Linked DNA regions of Danio rerio: region 1 is linked to region 2. A link is a contact called in public Hi-C data. All regions are on one chromosome and are shown on one strand. The core of a region is the stretch at or near the end of the contact, and the rest is flanking DNA. Distances in the headings are between cores, read along the strand shown.

What was found. Hi-C and Micro-C count contacts between places; a contact is called where the count stands out from the background.
Region 1: a contact with region 2 is called in a Hi-C map of embryo, with 2.0 times the contacts expected there. The contact joins two enhancer-like sites. A contact is called at or near these places in 2 of 18 Hi-C or Micro-C datasets (caudal fin and embryo).

Annotation. Positions count from the first base shown.
Region 1 is chr7:16,888,276-16,894,579 of GRCz12tu, forward strand. nav2a (neuron navigator 2a) reads left to right here. Exons shown (of 37, transcript XM_073908180.1): 5 at 3,102-3,174; 6 at 5,697-5,904. Among named protein-coding and RNA genes, the nearest start is that of dbx1a, 130 kb to the right of the region's middle. Within about 2 kb of position 2,771, at least 11 of the 62 cell types and tissues checked have an H3K27ac peak or open chromatin away from gene starts, as enhancers often do.
Region 2 is chr7:16,774,272-16,780,872 of GRCz12tu, forward strand. All of the region lies in intron 2 of nav2a (neuron navigator 2a), which reads left to right. Among named protein-coding and RNA genes, the nearest start is that of nav2a, 160 kb to the left of the region's middle. Within about 2 kb of position 4,175, at least 7 of the 62 cell types and tissues checked have an H3K27ac peak or open chromatin away from gene starts, as enhancers often do.

The DNA of each region.
Region 1 (6,304 bases), core at 1,521-4,020, 110 kb after region 2:
TTAAATTGTCCCCTTCTCCCATATTTTAATGCATTCATATTGACATTATTCCCTTGCAATTCAATTCACAGTGAGAGAAAGAGGATCAAGATTGATTTCAGTGCCTCTCTGTGAGTTATTTTTATTTAGAAAGGTTATTTTTAGTCCTGGATGTCTGGGATGTGGTTTCCTTCAAAGGGTCAGAAGAATCTAGAGCAGATTCTTTCCTCACATTTCGAGATCTCCCCTTGACCCTTCAGACCAGCAACTGTTGGCTGGCAGCAACTGGGGTTTAGTCAGTGAGTCTGTGGCTGACATTACTGACACTGCTGCTGACTAACCCATGGCAGATGACCAGCTCTTTCATGCATAACATGAGTAATAAATCAGTCCGATGCTCTATTTATTAAACTGTGGTCCCAAAAATTGGTAGAGCACTTGAGCTGCTTTAAGAAAAATAAAATAAATAATAATAATAATAATAATAATAATAATAATTATTATTGTTATTATTGTTGTTTTGTTATTCCACTTCAGCCACTTTTAATATTGTGTAATATTTTGTTGTTATTATTATTATTATTATTATTATTATTATTATTATTATTATTATTATTATTATTATTATTATTATTATCATTATTAATATATAGTTTAAAGTGTCTCAATTGTAATAACTACAACAAAACAACACAATAATAACACTAATACTTCTACTACTACTACTACTACTAATAATAATAATAATAATAATAATAATAATAATAATTATTATTATTATTATTATTATTATTATTATTAATTATTATTATTGTTTTGTTATTCCACTTCAGCTTTTAAAATTGTGTAATAATTTGTTGCTACTATGATTTTTGTTATTATTTTTTATTAATATTATTGTTATTATAATTATTATACCTTTTCAAAAGTGTCTCAAGTGTAATACTGTATCTAAATAAGTAATATCATTGTTTATTACTATAATTATTATTATATATTTATTTTCGTAATTTTACACTTAAGCACTTGAGACAGTTTAAAAATGTGCAATAATTATTTTTTAATTATTGTTGTTGTTGTTGTCGTTATTATTAATGTTATACATTTGTAAAGTGTCTCAAGTGTAACAGTACCACCACCACCACCACCAACAACAACAACATAATAATAATAATAATAATAATAATAATAATAATAATAAAATTATTATTATTATACATTTTTATATGTCTCAAGCGTAATAACTAACAAAATAAATAATAATATTATTGTTATTATTATTATTTGTTTATTTATTTATTTATTTATTTTTATTTGTTATTTTACTCTTCAGCTTTTGAGAAACTTTTAAAAATGTGCAACAAATTGTTGTTGTTGTTATTATTATTATTATCAATATTATTATTATTATTATCATCATCATCATCATAATCCTCATCATTGTTATTATTATTATATTGTTGTTTTTGCTGTTGTTGTTGTTACATTGTTATGCACTAAGTGTCTCATGTGACCCAGAATAAATAATAATACTATTGTTTATTATTATTTATTCATTTATTTATTGTTTGTTATTTTACACTTCAGCATTTAATACGCTTTAAAAAGTGTGAAATAAATTGTTGTTGTTGATATTATAATTGTCATTATTATTATTAATAACAACAACAATAACAACAACAACAACAACAACAACAACAACAATAATAATAAAAATAATAATAATAATAATAATAATAATAGTTTTTGCTGTTGTTGGTGGTGTTGTTACATTGTTATACATTTTAAGTGTCTCAAGTCTCCCAGAATAAATATTAATTATATTGTTTATTATTATTGTTTTTACATTGCTTTATCTGCGTGTTAAAGCTATAACATGTTAATGTCCTTTAATTATTGCACAATATATCAAACCAGGCGATGCTTTGTTGGATGAAACTTTTTTTTACTGAGTTTAAAATTAATTAAACTTTTTAAACATTTTGTCAATTTAGTTTGAGTAAACTGTACAGATGTCATTCTCTGTTTAAATTTGTCGATCATCTGTTTTATCGTTCATTCATAAGCTGATGATATTTATGATTAATGATAGCTATTAGGACAGATTTGACATGGGCTCACTCTAAAATAAACTTTCAGGATTTAAAAGACCAGAATATTTTGTGAGAACTTTTTATTTATTTTATTTATTTTTTATATTTTTAAAGGACTATTATGAAGGTGAAGCAGTGGCGCAGTAGGGCTGTCGCCTCACAGCAAGAAGGTTGCTGGGTCGCTGGTTTGAGCCTCGGCTCAGTTAACGTTTCTGTGTGGCGTTTCTGTGTGGAGTTTGCGGTTTGCAGCTTCTGTGAGATGGTTTGCGGCTGAAAGGGCATCCGCTGCGTAAAAACTTGCTGGATAAGTTGGCAGTTAATTCCGCTGTGGCGACCCCAGATTAATAAAGGGACTGAGCCGAATGAATGAACTATTATGAAAAACTATTATAGTGTATTTATGTACAGCTTACTAGTAAGGTGATTATTGCCCATATAGAAATAAAAGAGGATTTTTTTTCATTCAATGGCAATATACAGTATGAATACCATAAAATACATCATTAGCTGCACAAACAGAACACATACAGCCATGATATTATGCATGACATCAACCCTAGTAATGTAAATATAACACATGGTAAACATGCTAAATATAATAAACATATCCTAGTAGCACCCACATGACCTTCACGTGCAGCCTATGACATCACCCTCCCCTCAGCCAATCAGAAATCCTCCAGCACTGAACTGAGTGACTCTGGTATATGGCCGGGTCAGTGTCGTGCCCTCAACAAGGTTTCCTAGCAACAGAGCAAATTTGACGCCCTCAGCGATTGGCAGCAAAGGCTTTGCATACTGCTTTGATTGAGCAGCCAATCTATGCTCTCTGACAGCACTAGAGTACTAGAGAGGGAATGTCCAGTCACGCGTTCATTCAGAAATATTGCAGGTGCCAGGCAGTCTTAATAGTGTCTGCATTGCCTCATTAAACACCTGTTTTATTTAGGTGATAGTGACTGATTTCTGTTCATATATCTGTGATTTCTACAGTGCTTATTGGCTTCATTTCTGTCCTTTTCTCTCCAGATTGAGAACATTGATGCCTGTTTGAGCTTTCTAGCAGCCAAAGGTGTGAACATACAGGGACTATCAGCTGAAGGTAAAAACACTTCAAAATATTTTATTAATTTTAGATTTCATTTCGACTGACTCGAGACAGATACTGTGCTAAATACAGGTTTAAATACACTATTTTTCTATTATTGTTAACACTCTAGGTCAGGGGTTCCCAAACTTTTCAGCCTGCGACCCCCAAAATAACAATGCCAGTGACTCGCGACCCCCAATATCCTCTGAGGTGGTTATAAATACAGAAACCTTGCATGCAATGACGCAGACACACCAATTAAATTTGTGTCAGTGCTTTAAATGTGCCAGAAAGTATAACCTGATGTTATAAAATCAAAATGCATCTGACGCTATTGCTGCCTTTAATATAATGTAATTACCCCCGGGGTCGCAATCCAATAGAACTAGTAACTATAAGCTACTATAGTAACTATATAGTATATAGTAACTATAAACGACTATTTTTATTTTCAGTATAGTTATGGATAAAATATGTTAATTCTTATGGTTTAATAAAAATAAATAGATTTTTGGAAATCACCAGGCGACCCCTCTTCATTGCCCCGCGACCCCTCGGGGGGTCCCGACCCCCACTTTGAGAACCACTGCTCTAGGTTATAATGTGTCAACTATGACATAATGACTACATCTTCTCACCTATTCTGTACTATAGCAGGGTGTCCTCTGGGTCTTAAACTGTCTTAAATTTAAAAAAATGTATTTAAGGACAGTATGAAAAATCTTAAAAAGTCTTACATTCACTGAAATATGCTGTTTTAGGTCTTAAATGCTTTTAAACAAATTAATGTTACTTTGTCCATGTAAAGCTACCCAATCTGTACAACCAACAAATCTATCTAAAAAAAAAAAAAAAAAGGTTTAACATAAGTAAAATGTATTAACTATTTAGTAATACATTTACCGGCCACTTTATTAAGTACACCTTACTAGTACCGGGTTGGACCCCTTTTTACCCTCAGAAATGTCTTAATTATTCTTTGCATATATTCAACAAGGTACTGGAATTATTCCTCAGAGATTTTGTTCCATATTGATATAATAGCATCACGCAGTTGCTGCAGATTTATCGGCTGCACATCCATGATGTGAATCTGCCTTTCCACCACATCCTGAAATTGCTCTAATGGATTGAGATCTGGTGACTGTGGAGGCCATTTGAGTACAGTGAACTCATTGTCATGTTTAAGAAACCAGTCTGAAATGATTCGAGCTTCATGACATGGCATGTTATCCTGCTGAAAGTAGCCTTCAGAAGATGAGTATACTGTGGTCATAAAGGGATGGACATGGTCAGCAACAATACTAAGGTAGCCTGTGGCATTGACACAATGCTCACTTGGTACTAATGGGCTCAAAGCGTGCCAAGAAAATATTCCCCACACTATTACACCACCAACACCAGCCTGAATCGTTGATAAAAGGCAGGATGGATCCAAGCTTTCATGGTGTTGACACTTAATTCTGAGTTTCCTGTTCTTAGCTGACAGGAGTGGCACCTGGTGTGGTTTTCTGCTGCTGTAGTCCATCTGCCTCAAGGTTGGACGTGTTGTGCATTCAGAGATGCACATCTGCATACCACGGTTGTAATGAGTGGTTATTTGAGTTACTGATGCTTTCTATCTGCTTGAACAAGATATGTAGATCAGCAGTTTCTGAAATACTCAGACCAGTCTGTCTGGCACCAACAACCATGTCATGTTCAAAGTCACTTAAATCACCTTTCTTCTCCATTCTAATGCTCGGTTTGAACTGCAGCAGATCATATAGACCATGTCTACATGCCTAAATGCATTGAGTTGCTGTCATGTGATTGGCTGATTAGAAATTTGGTTAATGAGCAGTTGGACAGGTGTACCTAATAAAGTGGCCGGTGAGTGTATGAAGGTTTCCTCTGGGTGCTCCAGTTTCCCCCACATTCCAAAGGCATGTGGGTATAGGTGAATTGAATAAACTAAACTGGCCGTATTGTGTGTGTGTGTGTGTGAATGAGTGTGTATGGATGTTTCCCAGTACTGGGTTGCAGCTGGAAAGGCATTCGCTGTGTAAAACATATGCTGGATAAGTTGGTGGTTCATTCTGCTGTGGCGACCCCTGATGAATAAAGGGACTAAGGTGAAGGAAATTGAGTGAATGAATGAATGAATGAGTGATAGGTGTTTTAATAAGTAAAGCAAGTATTATGTTTTCTTCCGGAAAAGCGTAGTCTTGTTTCCTTTAGTTTGGCTGCAATAAAAACTGTTTTATTAAAAAAAAAGTTTTTAACAATATAATTACTCCCCGTTAAGAAATTATTATTATTCATTTTGATGATTGTATACAGAACAAACCAAAGACTTGTTTAAAGACTTGCCTAATTAAACTGAATTAGTTAACCTAATTAACCTAGTTAAGCTTTTAATTGTCCTTTAAGCTGTATTTTGGTGTCTTGCAAAATAACTTGTAAGATATTATGTACTGTAATCATGGCAAAGACAAAATAAATACGTGCAATTTTACTCTACTAAACAGTGACCTCTTGTCTGTTCCTCACAGAGATCCGGAATGGGAATCTGAAAGCCATCTTGGGGCTTTTCTTTAGCCTGTCTCGATACAAGCAGCAGCAACAAACGAGCCGACAGACACACACACAGCACACACACTCACACACTCCTCTAATCCAGCAGAGCAGCGCTCCGGCCCAGCTGATCTCCACCCCGCATGGGCCACACTCACACAAAACACAGACAGACATGCAGTCCAGGTAAAACATCACTCTATCAGTCCTGCTTTCTGTTTAGCAAACTGTCAGTCTCTCTATCATTCCAGCTTTCTATCTGACGTTCTGTTATGTATTGTTCTGTTCAACCAATCCATCCGTCAATCATCCATTCAATCACATCTATCTATCTATCTATCTATCTATCTATCTATCTATCTATCTATCTATCTATCTATCTATCTATCTATCTATCTATCTATCTATCTATCTATCTATCTATCTATCTATCTATCTATCTATCTACCTAATCTCATCCATCCATCCATCCATCCATCCATCCATACAATCCCATCCATCCATCCATGCATCATTCTCATTCGTTCATCCATTATTTCCATCCGTCCACCTAATTTGATTCATCCATGCATCTATCCAATCCCAT
Region 2 (6,601 bases), core at 2,925-5,424:
AGGTACTAGTAAGGTGTATCCAATAAAGTGGCTGGTGAGTGTATATTGAGAAATGCAATTTATTTCTGTGATGGAAAGTCAAATGCTCAGCATCATTACGCTTTACCGTTTTCAGTGTCACATGATCTTTCAGAAATCATTCTAATGTGCTGATTTGCTGATCATGAAACATTTCTACTTGACCTGTCTTTACTGTAGTTGCACTACTGAAAGGGGGAATGCGCACTCTTTTTTTTCTGTGTTGTGTGTGGCTGGGTGGGTTTATGTGTGTGCGTGGTGAGTAAATGAGAGACTCACACCTCCAGCTCTGCACCGGTCTGTCAGTTTTTATATTCAGCCTGCAGCCTCACACACATGCAATTATGTGTGAACGAGCAAATTTGTGGTACAGACAAATTAAGACTCTGTCAGGGTGTGTGTGTTTGAGTGCCTGTGAATAATTGTGAATCTGTGTGAGGAAAAAGAGTTGGGCTGCTAATGACAGAAACAGAAAGAGGAATATAGGACTGAAAAAAGATGACGGATATAAAGTGGAGATCGAAATTAGAGAATCATTTTTTTAAACAAGGATATTTTAAGAAATAATTACATTTTTTTTCATCAATCAAAATCAGTAGTTGGGTTTCCATCACCTTGTATTTTTTACATTTAACAATGTCTCTAAATTTAGTTGAAGTCAAAATTATAAGCCTGCTTGTGAATTTCTTTTTCAAATATTTCCTGAACTGTTTAACAGAGCAAGACATTTTTCACAGTATTTTCTATAATATTTTTTCTTCTGGAGAAAGTCTTAAAATAGGGAAAACAAACAAGGAAAGTGCTTCATAATGTTGATAGAAAGAAACAAGACTCAGCAATGTGTGTGTGAGAGGTGAATATAAAGTCCAGGTAATCAGTCCATGATGAGTTACCAACTGTGTGTAATCAGGAACTAGTGTGTGAGGTGCATGATGGTACAGTATTTGTAGTCCAGTTCAGTGACAGATGTGTAGTTCTCCAGCAGTCTGCAAGGATTAGATCGCTGGTAATTGTGACAAATGACCTAATTAAAAATTACACTTAAGGCTGAATACTGTTCGTTCATTCATTCATTATTTTCTTTTCGGCTTAGTCCCTTTATTGATCTGGGGTTGCCGCAGCGGAATGAACCGCCAACTTCAACTTTCAACATCCAGAACATTTTTTAAGCAGCGAATGCCCTTCCAGCAGTTCACATGTAGTGCATGTCTTTGGACACTGGGGGAAAACCGGTGCACCCGGAGAAAACCCACGCTAACACGTGATCCGGTTTTGCTGCAATTTTATTATTGTAGAGTTGGTTGATATACGATTTTAAAAAACAAATAGTTAAAGTAAAATTTTTATATTTTGGGCTTTTTTGTGCATTTGGGCAGGTTTTGGACAGCTTTTAGGCTGAACATCTTCAGCAATATCTGCCTGCCACCTTTACAAGTCTACCCCACCTGTTCTTATTTGACAGACTAAGATTACAGTAAAAAGCTACAATGCAGAAAGATAAAACAGATTTAATAAATTTGTCATTGGTCACAAACAGTGCCATCATAGAGGTACAACCCAAAAAAGATTCTTTGCTGCACTTTTTTTATAGACAGTCTGGGTGTAAGATTTCAATGTCAACATGTTGTCGATAACAAGCCCTAGATCTTTATAAAAAAACGGAAAATGTTCAGCAGTTTACGTAAGACGCACGCTGTTTTTTTTTTTTTTTTTTTAAACGCAGCATTTTATTGACAACAATAGAAATTTTCAGCTGGAGGGAAAATGCTTTGTTGGAGACTTGCTCCTAATTGCAAACAATTAATCAGTGCTAATTAATCCACAAAAAAAAAAATAGCTTGAACGGCAGTCCTTCTTTGATGATGTCAGTTCGACGGCTTGAGCGAAACATGCCTAGCCACTCCTCTCCAACACTTAGTTTGCTGCGAAATACACACAAAAAATGCTGAATTCCACACAATCAATTGTAGTTGTCGCAATTCTTCATATAAATGACTCTGCCTGAAATCACGTTTGCAACTTTAGGTGAGCAACCCACGACAAAATTGCAAAACCATGGACATACATAGAAATGCTAATAAGTGGAACAGTGCAAAGTGCTTTGTTGCTAACTGGCAATTGCCTTTATCAACCACAAGGGGAGCCACCACGAGTGAAAGTTAACAGTATTGCTTAAATTCTCCAAAAATCTTTTTTTACGCTCTCTTCAGGTGGTTTTGGACTCGAGGGAAAAAGTGTTAACAGGGCTCGAAATTGCGACCATTTTGGTCGCAAATGTGCCCGAAATTTAATCTATGCAACCTCATAATATATTTGGGAGCATTTGTGCAACTGCATAGAATGGTTGTAGTGCGACCTGTTAAGATTTTTTTTATAAAAGCGTGCTGAATCGCTCTTCCCTGCCGCTTTTGTGAGCGCAGGAAATGCAAATGGCTGAAGAGTGAAAAGTATACAGGTTTACAAACCCCACCTAAGGTAATAATAATAATAATGGTGCAGATGAGAGTGATCATGACATGTGATGAATACTGATCCGCCAGCTGAGATCAATCGAGTGTTTTCGGAGAAGGTGCCCGTATCTCAATGCATTGCATTCACTGCATGTTCAAATGTCCGCTATACTGTAAATGTAAAATCTAATACTGTACACATCATCGCCAAAGAAGCTTGCCTTTACTAAGTTTACACTGAAACTTCGGCTCTTAACAAAGAGCAGTGTTGCGCCGGTGGTCATCGCGAGAATCCTGCTCTGCCTGCTCAAAAATTGGTGCGGCTAACTCGCCTGCTTTTCCACAAACACAGAAAAATGAAGATCAGCTCATAACGAGACTGAGCATTTAAAATGACACAAACCCAAACCAAAACCTTTGGTTTTGTGGTAGAAGTGAGACTTTCATTGCTTACTTTGCCTTTCTTTCTTGAGATGTATGTTATTTTGCTATTTAGTTACTGATGACTGCTTTGCAGCTCTCAGCCTTGAATGATTTATTATAGTCTTTTGTTTGTTTTGTAGCAGAAATATTATTTATTAAATTGACATGCATATAAAAACAATAGTGCAAAATAAATATTTATTACTGCAATTTTACAAAATTTTAGTTTGATGCAAACCATACATTTATTTTGCATAATGTAACAGACTTTTTATAGCAGATAACTCACATTCAAGCACATTCAAGGCAGCATCATAATGAGAAATGTAATTCATTGTTACTATTATTGTCATTTTCATCATCATTAATATTCTATAATTATTAGACATTCATTTTGGAATTATTGCACACAAATCTCAATGTCATCTCAGCATTAGTTAGATAGTTGTTTCTGGTTTTTGTTAGTGTTAATCGATGTTGTTTTCAAATACAATATATCCCTTAAAATACAGTTTGCAATGGTGCTCATTAATTTTTGGTGGGTGCTTCTAAATATTTCCTGGTGCTCCGAAATTCTTTTTGGTGCTCCTAAATATTTGAAGTTAGGAGCACTGGTGCTACCAAGGCAAAAAGTTAATTTCGAGTCCTGGTTAATGTGAAAATACATTTGCTGTTTAAACTCTGGGGCGAGGCAGTGGCGCAGTAGGTAGTGCTGTCGCCTCACAGCAAGAAGGTCACTGGTTCGAACCTCGGCTCAGTTGGCGTTTCTGTGTGGAGTTTGCATGTTCTCTCTGCCTTTGCGTGGGTTTCCTCCAGGTGCTCCGGTTTCCTCCACATTCCAAAGATATCCAGGCAGGCTACATTGTCTGTAGTGTATGAGTATGTGTGTGTGGATTTTTCCCAGAGATGGGTTGCGGCTGGAAGGGCATCCGCTGCGTAAAAAAGCTTGCTGGATAAGTTGGCGGTTCATTCCGCTGTGGCGACCCATATACATACATTTTAGTCCTATATATTCTCTTTAAAAGAGAAACATAATTCAAAATGTACTGACAAATAGTCAAATGGCCACAATTCTTACTGCATGTATTCAAGCTTTGTATTCAAAACACAAGCCTGCAAACATTTGTGTGTGTTTGTGTGGTTTTGTGTTTGTGTATGCAGATGACACATGCTTTATTTAGCACAGTTATCAATCTGATTGTCTAACAGACTGAAATAGCCCATTATTATAGCCTCATAGTTCCCATTGATCCTCAGAGAATTGAGAGGTGTGTTTCCATGGAAACTGGAGAACAAGGAACCAAGTGTTTAGGAGTGGAACAGTCCTGTGCGTGAGTATGTGTATGTGTGTGTGTGTGTGTGTGAGAGAGAGAGAGAGAGTAGGTGTGTTTCTGCAGCCTGGTACATCAGAGATGACCCAATTGCTCAGGTTGTTTTTCTGAATCTGTCCTGTCCCGCTCCTGCAGGACGTCTTGGATCACAGGAAATGATTCTTGATTTTTATGCAAAGTGAATGTTGTTAAGTTGTTCCGTTCCCAGTGATTCCTTGATTATTTTTCCATGGTTCAATTTGCAGCAATGATAGTAATAATTGAAAAAGGGTGTTTGAGTCTTGTTTACTATTGTTTTTCTAACCTTTTCCTATCAGTCTTGTTTAATCGGTTACATCATTTATAATAGGTTTCAGTAGGAGTCAGTGGTATACAGTACAGTACTTCACTCTCCTGGGATCTAAGTTCAGTTTAATGATATTCTGTAATTATTTTTAGGGGTTTTCACCTTTATTGATATAGGACAGTTGAGATTTTACAGTCTGGAAAGTGTGGGGAGCAGAGATAAGTGAAGGATTGGCAAAGGACCTCGAGCCGGGTATCGAACTCAGGTTGCTGTGAGCACCTCGGTGCTATGTGTCGACACACTAACCACTAGGCTATTGTCTTTAATGACATTTCTGCACATTTTAGTACACTTGTAACAACTTAAACTCAACATTCTGAATTAAAGTCCACATGAAATTAAGGGCAAAGTGTTTTGCATAACAGAAAACACCGGCACTCTTCTAAAAAACACTCTGCTGTGAGCACTTCAACTATTGGAGCATTTAAAAAAAACTCAGACTCAACTTTATCATCCCGTTTAGAGAAACTAAAATTGCAGCAAGCTGCCTTAACACAAGGCAATTTCCATGTACACATTACCAAGTTCTCACCATAAAACATACAATAAATACATTTTAAGTTAGATTTCCCTCCCCGCTGGACTTATTTAGTAACCTAATGGCCACCCTAATAAAATAATATCTAATTCTATTTGTCCCGCATATATAAACTCTAAAATAATGCCGCGATGGCAACAACTGAAACACAGAATACAATAGGTGATCTGATGAGCAAACGAAAACCTGAGCTTTCTTCAAGACATAATTTTAGTTAATTACAATGTCTCACTTTGGTTTAATCTTGATAACCTTACCTGCCACCTTCACAAGGCTGCCCAACAAGTAACTTTAGCCCACACGAATGGTAAATTAACTTACATTTGAGAACATTAATGAAAAAACATGGATATTTCCGTGAGATTGCAATGTCAACATATTGTCGATAACAAGCCCTAGATTTTTAGGTTATAAAAAAACGGCAAATGTTCAGCAGTTTATGTAAAACGCACGCTATTTTTTTTAAAAACGCAACAATTTTAATGACAACAACAGAAAAAAAACACTCAGCTGGGGGAAAATGATTTGGTGGAGACGCACTCTTAATTGCAAACCATTAATCAATGCAAGTTAATCCACTGAATAATAGTTTGTTTTGGTAATCTTTGATTTGTCCTTCTCTTATGTCAGTTTGAGGGCTTGGGCAAAACATGCTTAGCCATGCCTCTCCAACACTTAGTTTGCTGCGAAATACACTGTAAAAATGCTGAATTATCATACACTGAAAAAAACGATTAAATGCATTTACTACATTTTTGCAAGGTGAGTGTTTGTAAAAAATGTATATGGGCTGAATTTAAACAAACAAATTAAGTTAAACAATGCTAAATTTTATGGATTTAATGGATAAAAATTGTTTGCAACCAATCACCTTACAAAAATGTAGTAAATCCAGTGAATAATCTTTTTCAGTGTACTGAATTTATAGCCATTCGCAAATTCCATTTCACTCAGACTTTAAGCACTTTGTAATTTGCTTCTCACCATGCTAATTTAATGATGTGCTTCATTAATAAATGAATGTTTGGTATATAGTTTATTCTTAGAGCTCTCGATCCAGTATTACATGTGATTTATTTGATGTTTTACATTCAGCGTGGGATTACGTCAGAATGAACAGGTTTGCTCTTTCAGATCCTCCCTCACACACGAGTGGTGAGTGGGAAGTGCAAAGCGAACAGAGAGAGAGACTCATTTCTGGGATAAGCCGGACTCTAAAAGTTTAATCCCACGTGTTTATCTCTTTCCAATTTTTTCCAAATTTCCTCAACAAGGTTTTTTTTTTTTTTTTTTTTTAAACATGAAAGCTCACCTGAAGATTTATATTATCTTTGATTCATAGACAGCCCAGAGAAAGACATTTATTGTCTGCTATTTTTGGGACTGAAGTTTATGTAGCTGTAGTAACAAATGAACATTTTACAGTCTTGAACAGAGAAAAATATGCAAAATAACAGCATAAAAAATATTTTTTTGTATTTATACTACAAAAAAA